Linked DNA regions of Pan troglodytes: region 2 is linked to region 1. Evidence: chromatin contacts called from public HiChIP or PLAC-seq data. All regions are on one chromosome and are shown on one strand. Each heading gives the region's core, a stretch centred on a gene start, on an enhancer-like site or on the middle of the called end of the contact. The rest is flanking DNA. Distances are from core to core; before and after follow the strand shown.

What was found. HiChIP or PLAC-seq counts read pairs in DNA pulled down with a chosen protein or histone mark.
Region 2: a contact with region 1 is called in an H3K4me3 HiChIP or PLAC-seq map of stem cell-derived excitatory neurons, with 2.1 times the contacts expected there. The contact joins the promoter of FAM83G here to the promoter of PRPSAP2 in region 1. A contact is called at or near these places in 1 of 7 Hi-C or Micro-C datasets (stem cell-derived neural progenitor cells) and 1 of 1 datasets of contacts at active chromatin or transcription factors (stem cell-derived excitatory neurons).

Annotation. Positions count from the first base shown.
Region 1 is chr19:51,466,507-51,473,498 of NHGRI_mPanTro3-v2.0_pri, reverse strand. PRPSAP2 (phosphoribosyl pyrophosphate synthetase associated protein 2) reads right to left here and starts at 2,631. Exons shown (of 13, transcript NM_001280188.1): 1 at 2,543-2,631; 2 at 1,113-1,182.
Region 2 is chr19:51,621,227-51,627,924 of NHGRI_mPanTro3-v2.0_pri, reverse strand. It overlaps FAM83G (family with sequence similarity 83 member G), which reads left to right and starts at 2,026. Exons shown (of 6, transcript NM_001243845.3): 1 at 2,026-2,116; 2 at 2,664-3,313. The coding sequence starts at 2,792. The region is part of intron 8 of SLC5A10 (solute carrier family 5 member 10); the gene reads right to left.

The DNA.
Region 1 (6,992 bases), core at 1,382-3,881:
GAATATGGACAAAAAGGATATGCTTTAGTGGGGTTCAATAATGTGGTTGAATTATTTCTATTTGTGCAATTAAATTTTTTAAACACTAGAGATCACACCTCCTCAAGCCCCAAAGCCCCATTCCGCATTTTCATACTCCTTTCAAAAGCTAAACATCCAAACGGAGCCAACATTAACATAGGAGAAAAATTATTATCATCAAGCAGAATACTTAAAAATTTCATCACGGTTCCCCCTCAATCTCTGCTGGGGTGAGTTCTGAGTTGGATAAAATCATCCTTTAGGAGGTGAGAGATATATTCGTAACTAGCAAAGCCAGGTAAATTAAAATCAGGGGCTCCGTGTCAGCTTAGGGACGGAGAATGGCTGGGTCTGGGCTTGCTTTCAGGGCTGCTCACCACAGGTCCCATCATCAGGGTTCGACTCCCCAGCGGCGCCTCAGGGAGCGGAGAGAGCCCAGGCACCGGACGCCCGTCCCCCGCCCCCGCCGACCCCTGGCGGGAGAGGAAGAAGGGAGGGAAAAATGGAAGGGCCGCGGGCGCGAGGTCGCCCCAGTGAGCCCCCAAGCAGCCACCACCCAGGGACCCCGACCCGTCCGCCTGCCGGCACCGCGGGCTCCCCGCCCCTTGCACCTGCGCCCCGCAATGCCGGAGCCAGCCAGCCCTCGCTGCCGCTCGCCACTGGCTCCCGCCCGCCTACCTGGCCCCGACCCCAGCCCCGGCCCCGCCGCAGCCTCAGCTGCAGAAGGAAGAAAGCGCCGGGTCTCCTGGCGGCCTCTCTAGTAGCAAAATGGCGACTCCATGCCCAAGATTCGCGTCCGCGGCGACTGCGAGGCCGGTGGGCGGGGAGGGGCGGGGGCGGGGGCGGGGCTAGAGCCCGGACAGCGGAGGCACCTGGCTGGGGGCTGTGGGCGTGGCCCACCAGTGGGGAAGGCGCGGGGCGTGGGTGTAGCCACAGGGGTGGAGTCGGGCTGGCACGATGGGCGGGGCGGTGGGCGGGGATGCGCCTGTTTTGGTCCCTGGGGAGCTGCTAGCCCCACACCAACTGTGACAGCCCAGGCAGGTTACAAGGAATGAATGTGGACAGAGTATGACATTTGGAATTACAAATACCTGGGTTCAAGCCTCCACTGGCCTGTAACCTTGGACAAGTCATTTCAACCCTCTGAGCTTGTTTCCTCATCTGAAAAACAAAGATAGCAGCACCCATTCCATAAGACTGTTGTGAGGATTAAATGAGACAATACGGCCAGACGCGGTGGTTCACGCCTGTAATTGCAGCACTTTGCGAGGCTGAGGCGGGCGGATCACGAGGTCAGGAGTTCGAGACCAGCCTGACCAACATAGTGAAACCCCCGTCTCTACTAAAAATACAAAAAAAAAAAAAAAAAATTAGCCAGGCGTGGTGGTGCGCGCCTGTAATCCCAGCTACTCAGGAGGCTGAGGCAGGAGAATCGCTTGAACCCGGGAGGCAGAGGTTGCAGTGAGCCGAGATCGCGCCACTGCTCTCCAGCCTGGGTGACAGAGCAAGACTCCATCTCAAAAACAAAACAAAACAAAACAAAACTGTGCTAAAAGCACAGTTCTGGGTGTATAATAAATGATCAGTTTTTTGTTCGTTTGTTAGTTTTTTGTTTTGAGATGGAGTTTCGCTCTGTTGTCCAGGCTAGAGTGCACCGGCGCGATCTCAGCTCACTGCAAACTTCGTCTCCCGGGTTCAAGCGATTCTCCTGTCTCAGCCTCCCGAGTAGCTGGGATTACAGGTGTGCGCCACCACGCCCGACTAATTTTTTGTATTTTTAGTAGAGACAGGGTTTCACCATGTTGGCCAGGCTGTTCTCAAACTCCTGACCTCAAGTGATCCGCCCGCCTCGGCCTCCCAAAGTGCTGGGGTTACAGGCGTGAGCCATCGCGCCCAGCCATTATCAGTTATTATCGTTATTTGCCTTGTCGCCTTTTTTTCTTTTATTATAAAGGAATTGGTACTTTTGGTATCCATTGCCTAAGTTCTTTATAACTTAGGTAATGTTTACTCTTTATTGTATGGATAACATAATAATAGCAAACACATGGTCCTCTTTTAAGTGCTTTACATATATTAACGGTAACTTATTTAATCCTCACAAGAGCATAAGGTAGGTGTTGTTATCCTCTCCATTTTAATAGTTGTGGGAACTGAGACGACGACGTTAAATAACTTTTCCAATGACAAAGCAGTGGACAGAATTTCGACCCAGGAGGCTTTGCACCAGTCTTCACTTACCTAATCCCTATACCACATCTTCTCTCCAATTCTGCTTTGGATTTTTCACAATAATGAGGCATGAAATATTCATCAGAGGTTGCAGAGCTAGCTAGAGTCTTTATGGTTCAACGTCTTATTTTAGAAACGAAGAATACAAGCATCTCAACTAACGAATTATAAATTAGGTGAGACTTCGTGAAATGGAGTCGTTTGAAACATTTCCTTTGCCTGACAACTTTACAGGGACACACCTCTTTGTAAAGAGCAAGACCCATGAGCCCAGTGATTATCTGCATACCAAAATTGATTCCTCTTCAGCGGTACCTCGGCTGGGCTCACGTCCCTTCTGCGCTGGCATCTAACTCCGGTCACAACCCCCACCTCTCTGCTGTGGCTGGCGTAGATTCCACGCGTCACATGTTGGCATGTGACTGGATCTGGCCAGTCAGAGAAGTTCATCCCTCTCCGCTCGCTGATTCGCTCCAAAGATAGGCTACTGAGCCAATCGGAGCCCACGAAACACCGTCTCCATCCCTGCGCCGGGACTGGAGAGGCTTACTCTCTCCTGTTGATGCTGCAGCTGCTGGGATGCCAGGAGGGGAACCGCCTGAGGAAAGTGCTGAGAGAAAAGAGAGGGAGGGATACAGACCGGGCCCAGATGAGTTTGCGCTGAATCTGAAGTCGGTAGGTCCCTGGACATTTCTATTATGGAAGCCAAGAAGAACCTCCCCTCCACCCTCTGAAGCCAGTGTGGATCGGGTTTCTGGCACTTGCAGTGTCTGCACGGTCTCCTCTGCTTCCTTCTCCATTGCCCTTTCTCACCCGCCTGGGCCCGCCACCCTGAACTACCGGGACACATGCTGTTCCTGCCTCCAGGCGTGCACTTCTTCCTGCAGCCTCCTCCCCTACTAACTCCTTCTTGAACTTGATAGCTCCATTGTCACTTTCGAGTCTTCCCTAAACCACCCCCTTCCCAAATAAAACTGTTTCATGTACTTTTCTTTCATTGGGCTTATCACGATTTCTAATTAAGTGTTTGGGTGGTTATTTGACAAATATCACCACCTCAGCCCCTGTACACTGTAAGCCCCATGAGGGTGGGCTCTTCGTCCCTCCTGCTGATCACTGTTTCCCAGGGCCTGGCACAAGTATGGTACTCAAGAAATGTCTGGAAAATTGAGTGCCTTGTCCTTGCTGGAAAGAAAATGGGCAGTAGCACAGCATTATATAGTGTTTGCACCATACAAGAATAATATTACTGGAAAAAAAAAACTTTTCTAAGAGACAGAGTCTTGCTCTGTTGCCCAGGCTGGAGTGCAGTGGTGCAATCATAGCTCACTGCCGCCTCGAACTGGGCTCAAGTGATCCTCCTACCTCGACCTCCAAAGCGCTGGGATTACAGTCATGAGCCACCACACCCGGCCTTGAATTTTTTTAAAAATCCACTCTCATTAACCAGAATGAGCTAGCTCCAGTGTATCACCGCGTCCAGGGTTCTGCAGTGGGGTGGCTTGCTCCTCAATAGTTTCCCGCACTGCAGGCACTTAGTTTGTAGTTTCGTTTGTTCTGTTATAGCAATACCACTCTTCCATCCGCCATCCATTCTCCAAGGACTATTGAAATCCCTTGTAGGCTGATGTCAAAACTCTCATTCTCTTTATCCTTGGGGTTTAGGCCATAGGAGTGTGCCATGGTAGGTGTTCAGCCAAGCTGACCCACCAGGTGACTGCAGCCCCAGCCACCACCTGACTGCAACTTTATGAAAGACCCTAAGCAAGAGCCACCTAGCTAAGACCAATCAAACCACAAAAAATTGAGAGCTAAGAAATTTTTTATTAAAGCCCAAGTTTGGGCATATTTTGTTATACAATGGGTAATGAGCAAGAAAGGAGCAAAAGCATAATGTAAAGCTTGTGGTCAGTTCCACACGAATGCAGTTTTTGGTTAGTCCATTGCTAAACTTGATCATCCCTTGCCCACTTGGATGTTTGCAGTCAGAGTCTTTGCATGTAATAGAAGTGCTCAGCTTGCTGCAACACGTCATTGGCCATATTCAAGGGCTAAACTGCTGCATATCGACTATAAATCAAGATACTCAAGTCTAAGACATTTCCCTTCAACATTTTTTAAAGGAAGGAAAGGAATCTTTGCTATAGTTCGATAGAAATTTTTGAGCAGTATGGTGTAACAAAAAACACAGGATTCTCCTTCAAATGGTTGTGCAAATGAAAAAACAGGGACTTAGGTGTCCATCACTAGGATGGAGCCTGCTTCCTGCCTCCTGTCCTCATTGTGGAAATGACCCTGGACAGATCCACCTCTCTAAGTTTCTGTTTCCTCAGTGGAAAAATGAGCACTAATATCAGCAGCCATATGATGGTTGGGGGTGAGGAGTTACTTTTAGATGGAGTCCATGAGTATGAGGCACCGAGGAAGCTTTTGCAGCTGCCTCTCTGCTCTCGCCTGTCTGGCTATCAGGGAAGAAAAACAAGGCACCCCTTTTTCCCCAGTGGAAGAGGATGGCAGCTTGCCTGGCTGTAGGAGGCAGCGGAGGCCAAAGCCAGGTCACCAGCCAAGGAGGCCTTGGAAGTTCCTATAGAGTCCTTTCCTGCATCCTCCAGCTTTTCTCCTTTTTCTTTTCTTTTTTCTTTTTTTGAGATGGAGTCTTGCTCTGTTGTCCAGACTGGAGTACAGTGGCGCAATCTCGACTCACTGCAACCTCCACCTCCCAGGTTCAAGCTATTCTCCTGCCTCAGCCTCCCAAGTAGCTAGGACTACAGGTGCATGCCACCACACCCGGCTAATTTTTGTAATTTTACTAGAGACGGAGTTTTGCCATGTTGGCCAGGCTGGTCTCGAACTCCTGACCTCAAGTGATCCACCCATCTCGGCCTCCCAGAGTACTGGGAATACAGGCATGAGCCACTGTGCCCGTCCTCTTTTCTCCTTTTTCTATTTTCCCCCAAAATGAAAGGAACTTCATTGTCTTTTTTTTTTCCCCGAGGCTGAGTCTCACTCTGTCATCCAGGCTTGAGTGCCGTGGCGTGATCTTGGATCACTGCAACCTCTGCCTCCTGGGTTCAAGCGGTTCTCCTGCCTCAGCTCCCCAGCAGCTGGGACTAAGAACTTCATTGTCTTTTGTAAGCATAATAATATTTACACATTGTAAGAAAAATTCAAATGAGAAGAAAAAATTAAAAAGATATTTGCCATTATCCCATGTGGAGAGGTAGCCACTCTTGGAATTTTCCAATATGCCTTTTCCCTGTAACAATTTATTGCAGGCATGATTCCATGTTGACGAATTCAGGTCGACATCATCATGATATGAGCTGTGAATGAAAGACTGTAGTCTTGGGAACCAGCGCCTAGATCCAAATTCCTTCTCTCCTCACCAGCTGTGTGACCTCAACAAGTTTCTTAACCTCTCTATACCTGTTTCCTCATCTACAAAATAGGAATAATAACAGCATCTTTGTCATAGGGGAATCTTGATGACCACTTGAGTTATCTGGCACACAGTTGACTACCACTTTCTATTAACCGCAGCAATTATGAGCTATTGTGATATGGATGAACCATTATTTTCTCTTAACTAATCCCTCATTCTGGGCACTTTTTACTATTAATACATAACCTGTCTTTCTACCTTTGCCCAAGTATTTCCTCATGTTAAATTTCTAGAGGTAAGCTTGTTTGGTCAAAGGATATGCCCTTTTAAAATTTTGTTCCCTGAAATTTTGTACCAATTTACAGTCTCACCAGGAAGGTGGAAGAGCATCCATGTCTCTTCATCTTCACCAACACCAGGCACCATCCATTATTTTTAGCTTGTCCAAGTGAATAGTCAATGTTTTCTGGGCTTTTAAAATTACTTGTCCACGGGCCAGGTGTGGTGGCTCACACCTGTAATCCCAGCACTTTGGGAGGCCGAGGCAGGCAGATCACCTGGGGTCAGGAGTTCAAGACCAGCCTGGCTGACATGGGGAAACCCCATCTCTACTAAAAATACAAAAAAATTAGCCAGGCGTTGTGGCAGGCACCTGTAATCCCAGCTACTGAGGAGGCTGAGGCAGGAGAATCGCTTGAACCCAAGAGGCAGAGGTTGCAGTGAGCCAAGATCACACCATTGCACTCCAGCCTGGGCGACAAAAGTGAAACTCTTTCAGAGGTTCAAAATAAATAAATAAAAATAAAATAAAATAAAATTACTTGTCCAAATCAGGCTGCCTGTAGCTACCCTGGCTGCCTTGCTAGCTGACTTTTACCTCCATTCATTTACTCAACAAATATCAATAAAGTACTTAACTCATGCCAGGCCCAGTGCTGAGGGTTGGGGCTACAGCTGGGAATGGCAAAGCACCCACCTCATACAGTGACCATAGTAGATGATCCACTGCATGCTAAGAGTTTAACAAAGTCCTGGTTTAGTATCCAATAAGCTATACTAGGTAGGTTAAATATTTATAATATATATGCTCTCTGGATATATAAGAAGGAGTTTTGGGCCGGGCACGGTGGCTCATGCCTGTAATCCCAGCAGTTTGGGAGGCCGAGGAGGGTGGATCACCTCAGGTCAAGAGTTCGAGACCAGCCTGACCAACATGGAGAAACCTCGTCTCTACTAAAAATACAAAATTAGCCAGTCGTGGTGGCACATGCCTGTAATCCCAGCTACTCAGGAGGCTGACGCAGGAGAATTGCTTGAACCCGGGAGGCGGAGGTTGTGGTGAGCCGAGATCACGCCA
Region 2 (6,698 bases), core at 777-3,276, 160 kb before region 1:
TGCTAAGTGGGAAAAAAGGCCAATCCCAAAAGTTTATATACTATATCTTCCATTTATATAGCATTCTTGAAATAGCAAAATTGTTGAATTGTAGAATGGATTAGTGGTTGCCAGAAGTTAGGAATGGTGGTCGGGGGAGGTGTGGGGATGGCTACAGAGAAGGAGATCTTTGTAGTGACAGAACAGTTCTGTATCTTGACTGTAATGGTGGTTACACAAATCTATACACATAATAAGGTTGTATAACACACATAAATGAGTGCATGTAAAACTGGTGAAATCTGGCCAGTGCAGTGGCTCACGCCTATAATCCCAGAACTTTGGGAGGCCAAGGTGGGAGAATCACTTGAGGCCAGGAGTTTGAGACCAGTCTGAGCAACATAGTGAGGCCTTGTCTCTACAAAAAAAAAGAAAAAAGAAAAAAGAAAAAAAATTAGCTGGGCATGGTGTCTCTGGTCCCAGCTACTCAGGAGGCTGAGGCAGGAGTATTGCTTGGGCCCAGGAGTTCAAGGCTGCATTGAGCAATGATTGTACATACCACTGCACTCCAGCCTAGGTGACAGAGCAAGACCCTGTCCCAAAACAAACAAAAAACTGGTGAAATCTAAATAAGCTTTGTGGATTGCACCAGTGTCAATTTTCTGGCTGTGATATTATTGTATTATAGTTATGCAAAACGTCGCTACTGGGGAAAACTGGGTGCATACAACCTTCCTGCTCATCAACTGCAGAAGTGTTGGGGTGGTGGAGGTGGGAGTGAGGCCTTGGACTCCCTTCCTGAACTCTCCAGCCTCTGTGCATTGGTAAGAACACAGGGAGAAGCTGAGGTGGCTCAGAGAAGGTCTTACAGGGGATCCACAGTAGCAGAGGGGCTATAAATGGGTCTTCAGGACCCTCAAGGCAGGGCTCCCCCGCTGGGACCACCTCCCCTCTCTGGCCCTGGGGCAGGGGGAGGATGCAAATATGTGTGCCTGTTCCCCAGGGGCCACTATGTTCAGTAGCATAAAGCTCTTGGGGGGCTATATGGCAGAGTGTAGGACTTCGTGCTTGAGGGGTCAGTGATGGGTACCACAAGGATGCTGGGCCTAGGAGGCCAGTCATTGCCCAGGGCAGTGGACTCAGAGGCAAGGAGTCCTGATGGGCCATGAATGGTGGAGACGGCCTTGGAGGAGGGGGGTTTGAGGGCACAAGGCCTAGAGATGTCACCAGCCTACGGAAGCAGCATCCTTAAGGGACCCAAACCAGCCCCATCCAGATCCAGAGCAAGTATGGGGGATGGGAGGAAGGGCTGGGCCTGGTGCCGGGCAGACTGGCTGCGGCACGCGATGGGGTGGGGGCTGTTTGTTGGGCCAGATTTAATGGGCTTTGCTGTCCCACCCTCAAAGCCTGCCTTCAGATGTGGTCTCCACGCTCCCCATAACCAGGGTCCCAACCCCAGGGGACGCTCAGCAGAGAGCTGGGCCTGACCCCAGCCCACAGCGGGCCTCTTGGCCCCTCCCTGCCCTAGGGTTCAGGTCGGGTGCTGCCCGCCACGCAGAAGCAGTCCGGGGACCCCTCCCAGAGGGGATCAGGGCTTAGGACTGAGAACTGGGTATCTGCTCAGGAAAGCCCTGAGTTTGGGTCAGTCAGTGCCCCATCCCTGCCTGGGGGCTCCCAGCCCAGTACCCTAGACCTGTTTCCACAACTGGACAGCTGGGTATCTATACAGCCGCACGGACTTCCCGCCACGCCGGCGAAACTGGGCACAGCCAGGGTTGATCCAGGATCACCAACAGACCCTGGGGGCACAGGGGGGTGCCAAGGCTGTTGACCCGCTGTGTGACCTCAGGGAGAACACTGTCCCTCTCTGGGCTGGGTGTTCCGGGAGCTCTTGGGCTTAGGCCTCTGATATTTTCGGAATTCGGGCACCAGGGGACCGTGGGCAGTGCGTCCGCCCCAGGTCTGTCTGCCTGTCGAGGGGTGAATCAGCTTCCGGCCCCGCCCCGGGCGGCACGTGACCGCAGGTGGCGGCGGCGGGGTGAGCGGGGCGGCCCTGAGTCACCGGCGCGCCCCCGCCCAGCCTCTCGCCGCCGCCGCAGCCGCCGCGTGTGCGCCCCGCTCCGCCAGCGCCCGCTCGGTAAGCAAGTCCCGGCCGCGCCCCCCGGATCCCGGGTCTCGCGGGGCGTCGCCGCCCCGCAACCGCGCTTCTGGGTCTCCTGGACCCCTCCCAGAGCCCCAGCCTCCTCCGGGCAGGCCTCCTGGGTTGCCGGCACCCGGAAATTTTTAAGACCCCTCCCTTACCCGGAAGCCCTCGGTTTGCGGGGCGCCTCTGTGCCGGGGCCGCCTCCCACTCTAAGAAGCTACTGGGAAGTTCCCCGGCTGCCCTAGTTTCCCTCAGAAGTTGCTAGGACTTCAGGCAGCTCCGGAAATCTGGGATGTGGGTTCCCTGCACATAGAGGCACGCTGAGCCCTGGGACGTGGCCCACGGCTCCCTCACCGCTGTTCCGATCCCTTAACTTTCTTCCCATCCCAGTCCAGTGCCCCCACCTCATCTTCCCAGCCCCAGCCCCAGCCCCAGCCCCGTCCTTCCCACGCCCACCTGAGTTCCCGGCCCCGCCCCCGCCGCCCCTCCCCGCGCGGCCCGCCCTCCCCGCCAAGCCGGGCTCATCAGGTCTTTCCCGCAGATTGCTCATGGGCAGAGGAGCAGAGGCCGCGGAGAGGCCCCCGAGCGCGCGGTGCCCCAGCTGGGCCGGAGCTAGGAGCTGGACCTTGCCCACCCACCCCCGGCAGCAGTGCCCGGGCAGGCGGCGCCATGGCCTTCTCCCAGGTGCAGTGTCTGGACGACAACCATGTGAACTGGCGCTCCAGCGAGTCCAAGCCTGAGTTCTTCTACAGCGAGGAGCAGCGGCTGGCGCTGGAGGCCCTGGTGGCCCGCGGCCGGGACGCCTTCTACGAGGTGCTCAAGCGGGAGAACATCCGAGACTTCCTCTCGGAGCTGGAGCTCAAGCGCATCCTGGAGACCATCGAGGTGTACGACCCGGGCTCTGAGGACCCTCGGGGCACGGGCCCCTCTCAGGGGCCCGAGGACAATGGGGTCGGCGACGGCGAGGAAGCCAGCGGGGCGGATGGGGTCCCCACCGAGGCCGAGCCGCTGCCCTCCCTGGAGTACTGGCCCCAGAAGTCGGACCGCTCCATCCCGCAGCTGGACCTGGGCTGGCCCGACACCATCGCCTACCGCGGCGTGACCCGGGCCAGCGTCTACATGCAGCCCCCCATAGACGGGCAGGCCCACATCAAAGAGGTGGTGCGGAAGATGATCAGCCAGGCACAGAAGGTGAGGCAGCGCGGGGACTCCTGGAGCCATGGCCCAACCAGCCACCGGACCCCTCTCAATACAGGCTCACTCAGAGCCCAAAACGGGAGCCCAACATGGGCTTCTAGGGATCTCTGCTGTTTCCCTGGCTGCCTCTTGGGTGGAGGTTTCCTCCCCACCTTCGTGGGGATCCTCAGTTTCTTTGCAGGGTAGGGTTCCCAGGTCCTAGCAGGTGACAGTGGGCTGCCCCGTCTCAAAGGGCCTCTTTATTGTTGGAGGGTGTTTCTGGTTCCCCAGAAGAAGGCACCGAGATAGGGTGGAGTTGGGGAGGGGAGGAACCCCAGGGCTTCCTCTCACTCTCCCTTAGAGTGGCTCTGATTCACTGTAAAGGCGCGCACACACCATGAGCTCTCTGGTGGGGAGAGCTTTTGTTGTGGGGTGAGGGAATAGGCATGGTCCAAGTCCATCTGAGACTGGCCTGGAGGTCCTTGTTCAACACTGCCTGTTTCCTAGCTGTGCTGAGCAACTGGGAGCAGATTGCACACCCTCTCTGAGCCTCTTTGTGAGCTTTGCAATGGTGGAAACTTTCCAGGCCAGGATGCTTGGGTGAGGGAGGTGTGGTCCTCATCTGTGGAAGTGGAGCGAGTCCACCTGAGCATTGTCCACCTGAATTTTGCCACCGGAAGGGACCTCAAGCCTTCTCTGGCCCTCCCCTTCTCCACCCCTGTTGGGCTATGCAGTGTGGGGGGCCATTCTTAGCTGACACACCGTCACACATTCTGAGAAGGGGTGCTTGCCATTTGCAGAGACAGCTAGGCCACTGCTGGACAGTTGTGACCATGAGCAGGTGCTAATGCCTGCTGCACGTAAGTACCTTCTCATCGTTTCCAAGCACATCTTAATTTGATAGATAAAGCTTACCTAGTGAGCTGTGTTGAGAAGGATTCTGAAGCCAGGTCTGGGCCTCAGGTTGTGGGATGAGGTGTTCCTAGCTGGGTCTAATCCCTTTATACTTCCAGTCCCAGAGCAGGGCAGCCAATTGCAGAAGACCAGAATGCTGGCTTTGGGGACCATCCTGGCTAACTGACAGGGCCTTGGGGAAGTTCGTGGGCAGAGAAACCAGACGTGGGTCAAGAACTGATGAGGTGGCCCCTGGCCCTGGCCCCAGTTTCCAGGAAGGTGGAGTCCCTGCCCAACAAGGGGACCAGTTGGGGCAGCTAGCTGGGTGGGGGCGCCTGGCCCCTGGCCTGGCTGCTCTCAATTCACTGACTGACCCTGGGCAGCTTTGAGGCTTCGGGTTTCTGATCTATAAGATGGAGGTGGTGTGGATAAAAGCTGCATCTTTGGCTATTGTGAAGATGGACTATCGGGTGACAAAAGTAAGGAAGGAGTTAGAGGAAGAGGAGGAGGAGGGGGAGGAGGAAGGGACCTTCATAGTTTGCAGACTGAGAGACCCGCCCCACACCTGCCGTGGTGTGGAGGAAGTGCTGCTGATGTCTGTGCCTGATGGGGATGACTGGCTGGAGGCTAGAGAACCCAGTCCCCACAGAGAGCCTGCTGGGATCCCATTACCCAGCCTCCACTTCCATCTTGAAAATAGGGAAACTGAGGCCATGGGTAGGGGGACCTGCTGTGCCAAGGTTCCCACTCCTCTGTGCCTCCCCTCCTTGTCAGCGACAGGAAGGAGGCAGATGGGAACAGCCAGAGGGTCTGCAGACAGACAGATCCCCCGCCCAGCGATGGGCCAGATAGGGGCTCCCAGGGCCAGGACTTCACCTGCTGACCCCAGGTTCCTCCCTGAGTCTCTGGCTACAGCTGTGACCCAGCCACTCCGTACAGTCCCATGAGCCACCTGGAGCTTCCTTTGCTTCCCACAAAAGTCCCACAAGGTTATTAGTGTCACCTAAGGTGACATTGCCTTCCTTTGCTTCCCACAAGGTGATTGCTGTCACCTGTCTAAGGTGACATAGCCAGGAAGAAGCTGGTCTCCAGTTTGGGCGCCAGTGTGTCTACACGGCCCCATAGTGAGTGATGTCCTCCAGCCTCGGACAGGTGGGCCCTGCTTTCTGCTTTTCCAGCCCTCAGGATGGGGCACTCACTGCTGAAACTGCTCCCTACTCTCAGACCTCAGGGAGTCCTCAAGGGTCCCACAGTGGGGGCCTCAGAGGCAGTAGAGACTAAGCCCCTCATCTGACAGACAAGGATACTGAGGCACAGAGAAGGACAGGGATTTGTTCATGACTCCACAGCATTGTGGTGAGCCAAGCCCCTGCTTTCTGCCCTGGGCACTTCCTTCCCTGCCACATCTGTCCTGGGACCCGTGGCCCAGGCATGTGTGGCATGTGTGGGCAGGGATAATAACAATAGCAAGTGTTGACTGAGTGCGAGGCGCTTTATAATCTCAGCTAGTGTTATCTGTCTCATTTTTCAGATGTAGAAACTGGTTAGTCCCTGCCCAAGGTCACCTAGCTAGTTCTCGGGTAGAGGGGTGGGGACCAGGCCTGTGTTTCCCTCAAACTCTAGGCTATCCCTTGTGCCCTGGCCCTGGCAGGACAGAGTGACAGGCAGGGGCTGGGAGGGGCAGCTCATCCAGGCCACTGCAGTCCTCCAGCTGTCCTGCCCCAGCTGCTTCCCAGGCTCACAGGGGCAGGGCCCGGACACTGACGGATGCTGACGGGGCGCTTTGTCTGCCTGCTTCCTGGGAGCGCTCCCTGCCTTATCTCTCCCCATGAATCACCTCTCGTGCCCATGCTTCCACCTCCCCTTCTCACTCTGGTATTGTGTAGGGAGAACTCTGCCTGCCCCCTGCCTAGGATGGGGATCCCTCTGCCTGGGCCGCCTTGTCACACACTGGCCCCTTCCCACCGGGGGCTTCAGGCTGGGGCTGCTGGGGCTGAGTCAGGACAGCCCAGCCTTCCGCCTCCTCACTCACCTTACCTGTCGTCAGCACAACAGGCAGACCCTGGGGCAGTGAAGTGACGCAGCACTTAGGGGAGCGGCTGTGTTCCTGTCAGGACTGCTGTCAGTCCCCCCGTTCCCAAATGACTAGAATGGAACTAGTGGACAGCAGGACCAGGAGCCAAGAGTCCGTGCTCTGCCTCTGCCTGACTGTGGGACCTGGAACAAGCCCCAGCTCCTCTCCAAGCCCCGGTCATCCCATCTGTAAAATGGGAACAGGTATTGAAGACTGTTAGGGGCCCCTTCAGCCCTGACACCTTGCTGCCCTGTGATCCTAGACTCCCCTGGGACAAGAGGCGGGTGGGTCCCGCGTCTCACTCTCAGCAGCTTGTGCCCTCCAGCCTCCCTCCAGCCCTAGTGGGCTCCTACTCCAAGATGGAAGGTCAACTGCCTTCCCCTCCCCTAGCCCCAGGAGCCATGATTTATCTGGGAAAAAACATGCTGTGGG